2 separate regions of the Drosophila melanogaster genome follow, and region 2 is linked to region 1. The links are chromatin contacts, called in public HiChIP or PLAC-seq maps. All regions are on one chromosome and are shown on one strand. The core of a region is the stretch at or near the end of the contact, and the rest is flanking DNA. Distances in the headings are between cores, read along the strand shown.

Region 1 (4,337 bases), core at 1,552-4,051:
ACAGGGCGATGGTACACACACCATCCTTCATATTGTGCCCAATATTCATGGCGAGGAGGTCGAGGAGGATGAAGAGCTCGAGGATGGCGAGGAGGTAGAGCATGACGATGAGTTTGTCACCGTCGACCACGAGGGCGGCGAATTGGAGGTTGAAGATGACGAGGTGGGCTCTATTGTGTTCGAGAGTACCATCGACCATGCCGAACAAGATCCGTATGGTCGCAACAAGACCTTCTACTGTCCCAATTGCGGCAATTGCTACAGCGCCGCCGGCTCCCTGAAGCTTCATATGCGCGCCTGCCTGCGGCAGAGGAACGAGATCTCCACCGATGAACGCAAGTGCAAAGTGTGCAGCAAGGTCTTCAACTCGGTTGCCTACCTCAAGGAGCATATGATGCGGCACACGGGCGAGCAGCCCTTCCGCTGCACCCGCTGCTATCGCAAGTTCGTCGAGGAGAGCAAATTTACCGCCCACATGGAGTCGCACAAGCACCAGGACAAGCTCGAGGCCGAAGCGGTGGCCCTGGCCGCCCAGCACGGCGGCAAGAAGGTGGTCGTCAAGGAGTTCCAGTGCGCCTTCTGCTCGCAGAACTTCACCGTCGTCTTCGATGTTGGCCAGGTGAAGAGACGCTATGCCTGCGACGCCTGCCGCGATAAGTACTCTAATGCGGAGGCACTGCGGCAGCACAAGCAGCAGGTGGAGGAGAAGCGCGAGTTCAGCTGCGTACGTTGCGGCCGCAAGTTCGTTTTCGAGGGCTTCCTACAGCGCCATCTGCCCACCTGCGATGGCAGCATCAAGCGTCGAAGGGACATGAAGTAGAGGCGGCCACAACGTGATGAGCACTGGCGGCGTCGGCAGCAGCTGGAGCCGGAGCGTGATGAGCAGAAATCGCCGCCGCCAGTGCGTTACGTTGTTATCAAGCAGGAGTACGTAGATTAGGAGCAGTAGGATTAGCTGGAGCACGAGCTAGTTTCTAATGATTCGCCCATGCAAAACTCGGACACTAGCCGCCCGGGCCAGGAGAAAGGAGCAGCTGCTGTTTATCTACACGCAAACATAAGTCCACACCCATATTGTATTTTTTGGGAGCCACAACGGGGGCCACTGTCGTCAAGCGATTCCAAAGGAAAGGGTTTATCTTTTACCTAGTTGTACACAAATCCACACACACAGTTGTTTTTTTTTTTATATGATTTCAGGCCAACTCTGCGGTTTACAATTGAAGATAAAAGCATGTCGACGGATGTCGATCATGGCCCATGTATAGATATATATTACTTACTTATAATTACGACTACTTAATGTTAGAGCTCACGATCACCCGCTATTGTGTAATAACCCGAAACTCCAAATACTGACACACAAAACGAGCGTCAAATCGATGTTGAATTCAATAAAAAATAAAAATAAAATAAATCAAGAATGTTTTTCAATGGCTCAAGATTTCTTCATTGCTATTTTAATAATCCCTATTGAATCATAAGCATTTCGTAGTGTTTTATGTTGTGAATTTATTATTTTTACTAAGCAGCAGATTTTCAATTAGATTTTAATTTGGTGACACAGCCAACTGGGATTCCCCGCTGTTGGTGCCACCAAATCCATCTAATTTGGCCATTTTTGAGCACTGCCCGTGGGCTATATTGCAGCTGGACGGCAACGCCCCCGGTTTGGTAAAAATCTCTGGCTACCTCGGGTGGTCCAGCACAGGATTTGGATTAAACACACACAAAGAGAATCGGTATTTCAGCCAATCTGATCTGACATTATAATTGGTCGATACTTTCTTTTTTTGGCGCTTAGGCGGATGATCTACAAACAAAAAGGTGCGTGCTTAGGCATTAACTAATCCATTAACTAGGCCGATTTAGGACCAGAGCTTCAAGTGGGCACGCTTGGCGTACGACTTCCAGTCGGAGTGGGCGTAGAACTCCTTGAAAATGGGCGTGACCAGGGTATCCTCGGGCAGGGTCTTGAAAACGGGCTCACCATACCAGGTGCCCACCTCCCAGCCGGGCACGTTCTTCATCAGCTCGGCCTCCTCGTCCCGATTGCGTCGCAACTGGCGCAGGAATTCGCGATCCCGCTCGGCGACCAAAATGGGAAAGATGACATTCTGGGCGGAACGCATCTCGATCTCGTCGCGCTTCACCTTCTTGGCGGTCAAGTAGTAGATGCCCAGGCCAACGGCTGTCACAACCACATAGGTGCCGATGGTGGTGAAGCCTGCCGAGGGATTGATATAGTTACCAGCACATATATGGTTAGATCAATGGGATTTGGAGGAGCTCACCTGTGAAGTAGCTCTTCGGTGGCACGCGGGCAAAGGGTATCTTCTTGTAGCCGCCCGGCGGTGGAAGGTCCTGTTTCGGGGGACAATGCGGCACTGCCGTCGCCATGGTGACTCCTCCTGTGGTACAAAGTATATATCAGTCGGCTGTTTGGCCGGTAAACTGGGACTTACGCTCGAATAAAGGGAAAAAATCTGTTGAATTGTCAAAAAAATGACGTTTTTTGCATAACACCAAGGCAGTGTGGCCTGACTTGGGGCAGGGTAAAATACCAAGTAGTGACGAAAATATACCAAAAAGTGGCGAATACTGCAAACGAAGTTGAAAAATATTTTCTAACGTGAAAAGTTGAGTCAATTTATTTGATTTATATTATATTATTATCGAAAGACAATCACAACAACAAGTCACAGTAGAACGTGCAAACGTTTATACGGTATTACAGTATATACAGTATTCCGAACTGTTTGATACCATCCCTATATTTATCGCAATCGCTTTCCTGTCAAAATAAATTTTTGTATCCTACATCACTAGCTTTCACATTCCCAAAAACAAGAGAAAAAGCGAACTAGAAACTTCGAAATATCGTATATATTTACAGCTAAAAGTAGTAATGTTCGTACGCCGTTTCGGAAATGGCTCTTTGGGCCATCATTTTGCCTTTCAACGACGTTATTTGGCTAAAAATTCTATGTGGGACTCGAAGTCCATTGGGACTCCAAGTTCATTCCGAATGCGTTCCAAAAAGGATAACGTGACTGGCAATCTCAAGGAGCAGCAACAATCGGCGACTCCGGAAACCTTGAACATGCCTGATATGCAGGATGCCCAAGTGAGTTTTCTTTTAATATAAATCTCCCTTCATCTGATTTTTCCATAACAGCGAGAAAGGTGACCAAGACCATATGACCATAAACAAATTTTATTTAATATTTGCCAAGATCTGTTTTTCCAAATTTCGTTCAAAAATGAATCAGTTTTTTGGCCACAACTTTAAAAATATTTGTCCAAATATGGAGTTCCATATCTCGTTGAGCTCGTATTTAAATTCCCTATCAAACTGTATCCACAAATGGAAATTCTATTTTTTGACCATTTTTCGCAAATTTTGATGATGTTACCCCTTACAAAAAATGCGAAAAATTACCAAAAAATTAGTTTTTCCAAATCGGTCAAAAAGTGATTGGGATGGTTAGCCTTCGCAATTAGCTGCTCAAAACAGTTATTCTTTTCGCTTTGTGATCACTTTTAGTCAAGTTATGATTAAAATGCCCATCTATAATTTTGTAATTTTTGCAAAAATAATTTTTTTCGATTTTCCGTCATAAAAGAATCAGTTTTTTTTTGCCATAACTTTAAAAATAATTGTCTGAATACGGAATGCAATACCTCGTCGAGCTCGTATTTAAATTCCCTGTCGAACTGTATCAAAAAATAGGAATTCTATTTTTTGGCCAATTTTTGCAAATTTTGATGATGTTACCCCTTACAAAAAAAAAATTGACCCAAAAATTAATTTCCCTAAATCCTTCAAAAAGTGGTAGGAATCCTAGCACTGCGAATTCGCTACTAAAAGTAAAAAAACTACTAAAACTAAGTAATTAAAACTACTAAATTGTAAACTGTACGACAAGTTTTAACAAAGTTATGATGATAAACGTCTTCGTGAATATCGAACTTTTTATTGATCTGTGGCCTTTTTCGGCAAAGCTTTATTATAAAACTTCAGTTGAAATATGATTATTTTTTACAAAAGTCGGTGTTTGATTTTCCCGCAATAAAAAGATATTTCCCTCACACGACAGTATTTATACTCTATAGCAAACAGACAATGTCAGGGAGCGGTTTAAAATGCATGGAAATGGGGGGTGTCGACTGGGATAGCTAATAGACTTTTTTAAAATTGGAATTGAAAACTAGTCTGCACTCGAGCAAATGTCAATTTATATGGATCTTAGTAGAGCAAAAATGCATCCAAAGCATATAACATCTATTTCAATTAAATAAGTTGCGTGGGCGTTTTTTTTCAAGTACCAGAGCAG
Region 2 (4,420 bases), core at 1,446-3,945, 340 kb after region 1:
AAACTTTAGTTTTGCTGCGTTACTTTGTGTGTGTGTGCGTGATTTAGTTGCTATCGCCGATCATTCTTGCTATCTACTACGCCTACTGCATACGCACCTGAAGTTCCTGCTTCTTGGCAGCATATTTGTGCGGGTAGAGTTCCAGCTGGCCACCGGCGATGCTGAAGTGCGGCACATGGGCCTGGAGCAGCTTTGCGGTGCCCTTGCCACCCTCATCGCCATAGATCTGCTGCACAAAGATGCTGCCCGGCTCGGTGCCCTCGAGCAGAGCAGCCGTAACCTGTTGCTGCTGCTGTCCGGTGATGGTGTATCGCTGATGCTGCTGCTGCAGCTGCTGCTGTGTAATCTGCTGCTGCTGCGGCGTCTGTGGCTCCTGCTTCAGTTGCATGGGTGGACGTAGGGAGCCGGGCGCCAGAAACATGCCCTGTCCCATATACTCCACTCCGGCCAGGGCCTGGTGTTGCTGATAGGCGGCTGCTGTCACCAGATGCTGCTGATCCTCCGCGGGCTGCGGGGTGCCTGCCTCGTCCGTTGTCGTCGTCGTCGCTGTGGTGGTCGCCTGGTTTAGATTGATAGTGTGTTCGTTAGTACAATTGGCTGCCGCCGCTGCTGCGGCTGCTGCTGCAACAGCCAGCACCTGCTGCTGTTGTTGCTGCTGCTGTTGTTGCTGCTGTTGCTGCTGCTGCTGCTGGTGGTGGTGCTGCTGGTCCGTTGACGACGAGGAGGATGTCGGCGTTGAGACGACCACCGACGACGAACCACCGTGCACCACAACATGCTTCAGTACCTTCTTCTTTTCTCTGACCTTTTTGGCATAATCGTTCAGCTTTCTCAGTCTTTCCTTCCGCTCCTCCGGTGACTCATTGGCGATCCTTTGGCGCGCCCTTGCCGCCATTTCTGCCAGCCGGAGCTTTCGCTGATCGTTCGTCTCGCTGGCGCGATACATGCGCATCCTTTCGGCCAATTTGGCCAGCCGTTTGGCCCTCTGGTCCGGCGACTCCATGGCCCGGCGTAGCCGTTGCCTGGCCGCATTCCTCACTAGCCGCATGGCCCGCTCTATGTCGGATTCATTCTGGCGTCTCTGGCGATTGGCTTCTGCATTCCGGAGTAGTCGCTTGCGATACTCCTCCTCGCTCTCGCGCTGCCGGCGTTCCCGCATCCTTTCAGCATTTCTGGCCAGACGGCGCTGGCGTGCCTCGGGGCTCTCGTTCCACCTCTGCTGGTGGCCAGTGGTGGAGGCACCTGTTATGGATGCGGAACTGGCACTGCTGGTGGGTCCCAATGGAGTGGGTGGCTGCTGCGATTGCTGCTGCTGCAATTGCTGTTGCTTCAGTGGTGCATAAAGCTGGAGATGCTGTTGCTGGAACTGCAGTTGATCCTGTTGCTGCTGGTGAAGATGTTGCTGCTGGAACTGTTGCTGTTGTTGCTGATGCTGCTGCTGCTGTTGTTGATGTTGCTGCTGTACGTGCTGCTGCTGTTGTTGCTGCTGTTGCAATTGCAGCTGGTGATGCGAGGAGAGTGGTACCAACAAAGCTGAGGGATGCTCGATGAGCAGGCGGGCATTGGAGCCATTGATGGCCAGCACATGGGTGGCGTACTGCTGCTGATCAAGTGAGGGCTCTATTTTTATCCCATTGGGATCTGGTTCCATTCTTGGTCAAAAGCCGGGGCAACAACAATCGAAATTGTCGTCTATCGGGGCTCCAAAAGTGTACTGTTTGTTATGTATATATATATATTTATATATATATTTATAGATATATATCTATATATGTGTATATAGACGATGGGTATTTGGTTATCGAAAGGATGAGCGCAGTCCTTCCGATTGTTTCGATAACATCTAGGGGCCGCGCTCTTGCTCGCCCCCTCTCTTTCGCACGCTCTGGGCCGTCTCCCGCTCTTTTTTTCGTCCGCTGCTCCTTGGCGTTTCCTCTTTGTGTTTGTTTTGTTTCGCTTTTTGCTTACTAGTAGTTATATAAAGAATATGTGTGTGCTGGCGCCGTTTCTCTCTCGCACTCTATTTTTGCGGCGATCACTCCGCTATTGTTATTGTGGTCCTCGGGCATTTCTTTCGTTCCCTTTTTGGCTATGAGCGGTATTCTTCTTCTCCATTTTTAGCATTATGCACTTTATTACCGTTCGTATTTGGCCATTACAATTTTTCGTGCGTTTTCATAAAAGCGTGCTTCTTCTTGCGAGTCAGTGACAATTGGCGCCGCCGCCGCGCTGCTTCTGCGCTGCCAATCGATTTTTCACATGATTATACACACACACCCATGCAGCCGCCGTCCGCACACACAAGCACGCACTGCTAAACACACACACACACACGCGCAACGAAGCAATACGCAACGTACGTGTGTGCGAGTTTTTTTCCGCTCCTTATTTTGCTTTTTGCACAAACCTTAACCCTTTGATTTGTAATTCCATTTATTCGCCGTGCTGCGGTGCATCCAGGCGCCTTTTCTCTTGGTGGGTTAAAAGGATGTTCTGTGGCGGCGCAGCGTTAACTTAACTACCGGGAATTTTCCACATAGCTGGGACCAGCGTATATCTGCCACTTCCGATCGCACCGTAATGTCATTAACTTGAAGTATGCGTACTTGTTCGCAATCCGTGGTACTGTATCTTTAATTTAATTTAATTCATCTTATTTCAGTTGTTTTCATTTCAACAATCGTTCTGTTCACAGTAGGGATGGTAAAAAGTATCGATACATCGATAGTTGAGCAGGCTGTCGATTCATTGGAAAATGCAACTGATTAACCGATGTTCCGCTTGAAATATCGCCCGGGTTTATTTTACAATTTGGAAATTAGTCTTGCAGGCAGATAATATTTATATTATTATTTGGCTGCAGTTTTGCAGTACCATATTACAGAATATATGTACTATTTTTCCATACTTAATGTTATAGTTAGATCAGCTTGTCGATAGCTTGATGTTTGAAATCGATTTTTTAAAAATCAAGCGTAACGTCAAGACATGGATAATTCTATTTCAATTGTAACAAATTTTCGCCTCTTGGCCACACTGTTTTAAAGCTTACTTTACATAACAATCAACTATGTTATGTTATGTTAACAGGGCATTAACATTCCAAAGCTTTCAAATCTTTTTGAAATGAATAAATGCGATTTATAAAAGTGAATTAAACTATTTATATAAAATTAGAAACTATATTATTTCCAATAAGAGCATTTCGTTGATAATCGTAGATAATCGTATATATAATAGGATTAGTTCAGTAGCATGTGCTGAATGGAGTTTGTAAATTATTTATATTTTATATTTAAATGTATTTTAGATGGGAGTTTTTAATTTGTTTAATTGCTGTGATACTTAAATGTACAACAAGCATACGGATGGCGATCCTGAGAATGGGACCCACCCTTCAGGTTCATCGAGGACATTCTGTCAGATTTGAAGGAAATTTTCAAAATTGTAGTGTTATTATCAACCATTCCTGATCATTTCCGGTTGATAACGCTTTTACTTTTTTTTAGATTATCACTATTCCCTATTAAATTCCCACCAAAGCTCAGAACGCAGCATTTAAAAATTGTGAATGCAACTTTATTCAAGTATATTCATTTTGTTATTCTCGTTTTTTTTCGCTTATATTTTTCTGTTTCTGTTTTCACTTTCTTGGTGTTGTGTTTTGTTTGTTGATTTTTCTTGTTGTGTGTTGTCATTGTTAGTGTACACGAATATTACAATACACAAAAATGTATCTCAATCTTATGTCTTAAGGCAAAAAACAATTGATAAACGTATTTAGACAGGAGAAAAACAATTTGAAATTTCGACTAGAACTTAATGGTTACACTTTATTAATAATAATTAGCATAATATATATATATACATATGTATATATATGTATATATAAATATATATCATGTATATATCATGTGGGCCCGCGCGGAAGGACATGGGCGTGGGAAGAGGCTGAGGATATGGATAAGGATAAGGTCTAGGAAAAGTGGGCGGTTGGATGTTGGCTGGGGAAGGGAGGAAGGATTGCGTGCTTTAACAAATATTGCGTTATGTGCCTGGCTACGGATCATGTGTGTATGCTCCAACTATATATGTATATATATATATATATATATATAAATTTGTATATATACATATATTTATGTGGGAGCTGCCGAGTGTGTGTATATTATCCTTATGTGAGTGGCGCTGTCCGTTTTGGGTTACATGCCTTTACCAACTTACACACACATATGGGGGTTGTTCGTCACTAGGGTGCCTCAGTTGTTGTGGAAAAATACGATTTTTGAATGTTATAGCAAGTTTCGCCCGAGGATTTCCTCGAAAGGCACTTGTTGCCTCGTCCATCCGCGATGCTCAGTAATTATTTTAATATTTAGTTTTTCGGGTTTCTTTTTGTTAAGCTTGGGAGGTGTACCTC

The links. HiChIP or PLAC-seq counts read pairs in DNA pulled down with a chosen protein or histone mark.
Region 2: a POLR2A S2P HiChIP or PLAC-seq map of the Kc167 cell line shows a contact between it and region 1, with 2.5 times the contacts expected there. The contact joins the promoter of CG14442 here to the promoter of kdn in region 1. A contact is called at or near these places in 2 of 107 Hi-C or Micro-C datasets (both in the Kc167 cell line) and 1 of 6 datasets of contacts at active chromatin or transcription factors (the Kc167 cell line).

What each region holds. Positions count from the first base shown.
Region 1 is chrX:6,347,828-6,352,164 of dm6, forward strand. It overlaps kdn (knockdown), which reads left to right and starts at 2,802. Exons shown (of 3, transcript NM_167072.2): 1 at 2,802-3,127. The coding sequence starts at 2,909. ND-B16.6 (NADH dehydrogenase (ubiquinone) B16.6 subunit) reads right to left here and starts at 2,574. Exons shown (of 3, transcript NM_001316630.1): 1 at 2,466-2,574; 2 at 2,295-2,411; 3 at 1,189-2,227. The coding sequence starts at 2,400. The coding sequence ends at 1,869. It overlaps CG3847, which reads left to right. Exons shown (of 1, transcript NM_132089.4): 1 at 1-1,409. The coding sequence ends at 820.
Region 2 is chrX:6,692,306-6,696,725 of dm6, forward strand. CG14442 reads right to left here and starts at 2,696. Exons shown (of 2, transcript NM_132114.2): 1 at 98-2,696. The coding sequence starts at 1,651. It overlaps CG14440, which reads right to left. Exons shown (of 1, transcript NM_132115.3): 1 at 3,561-4,420.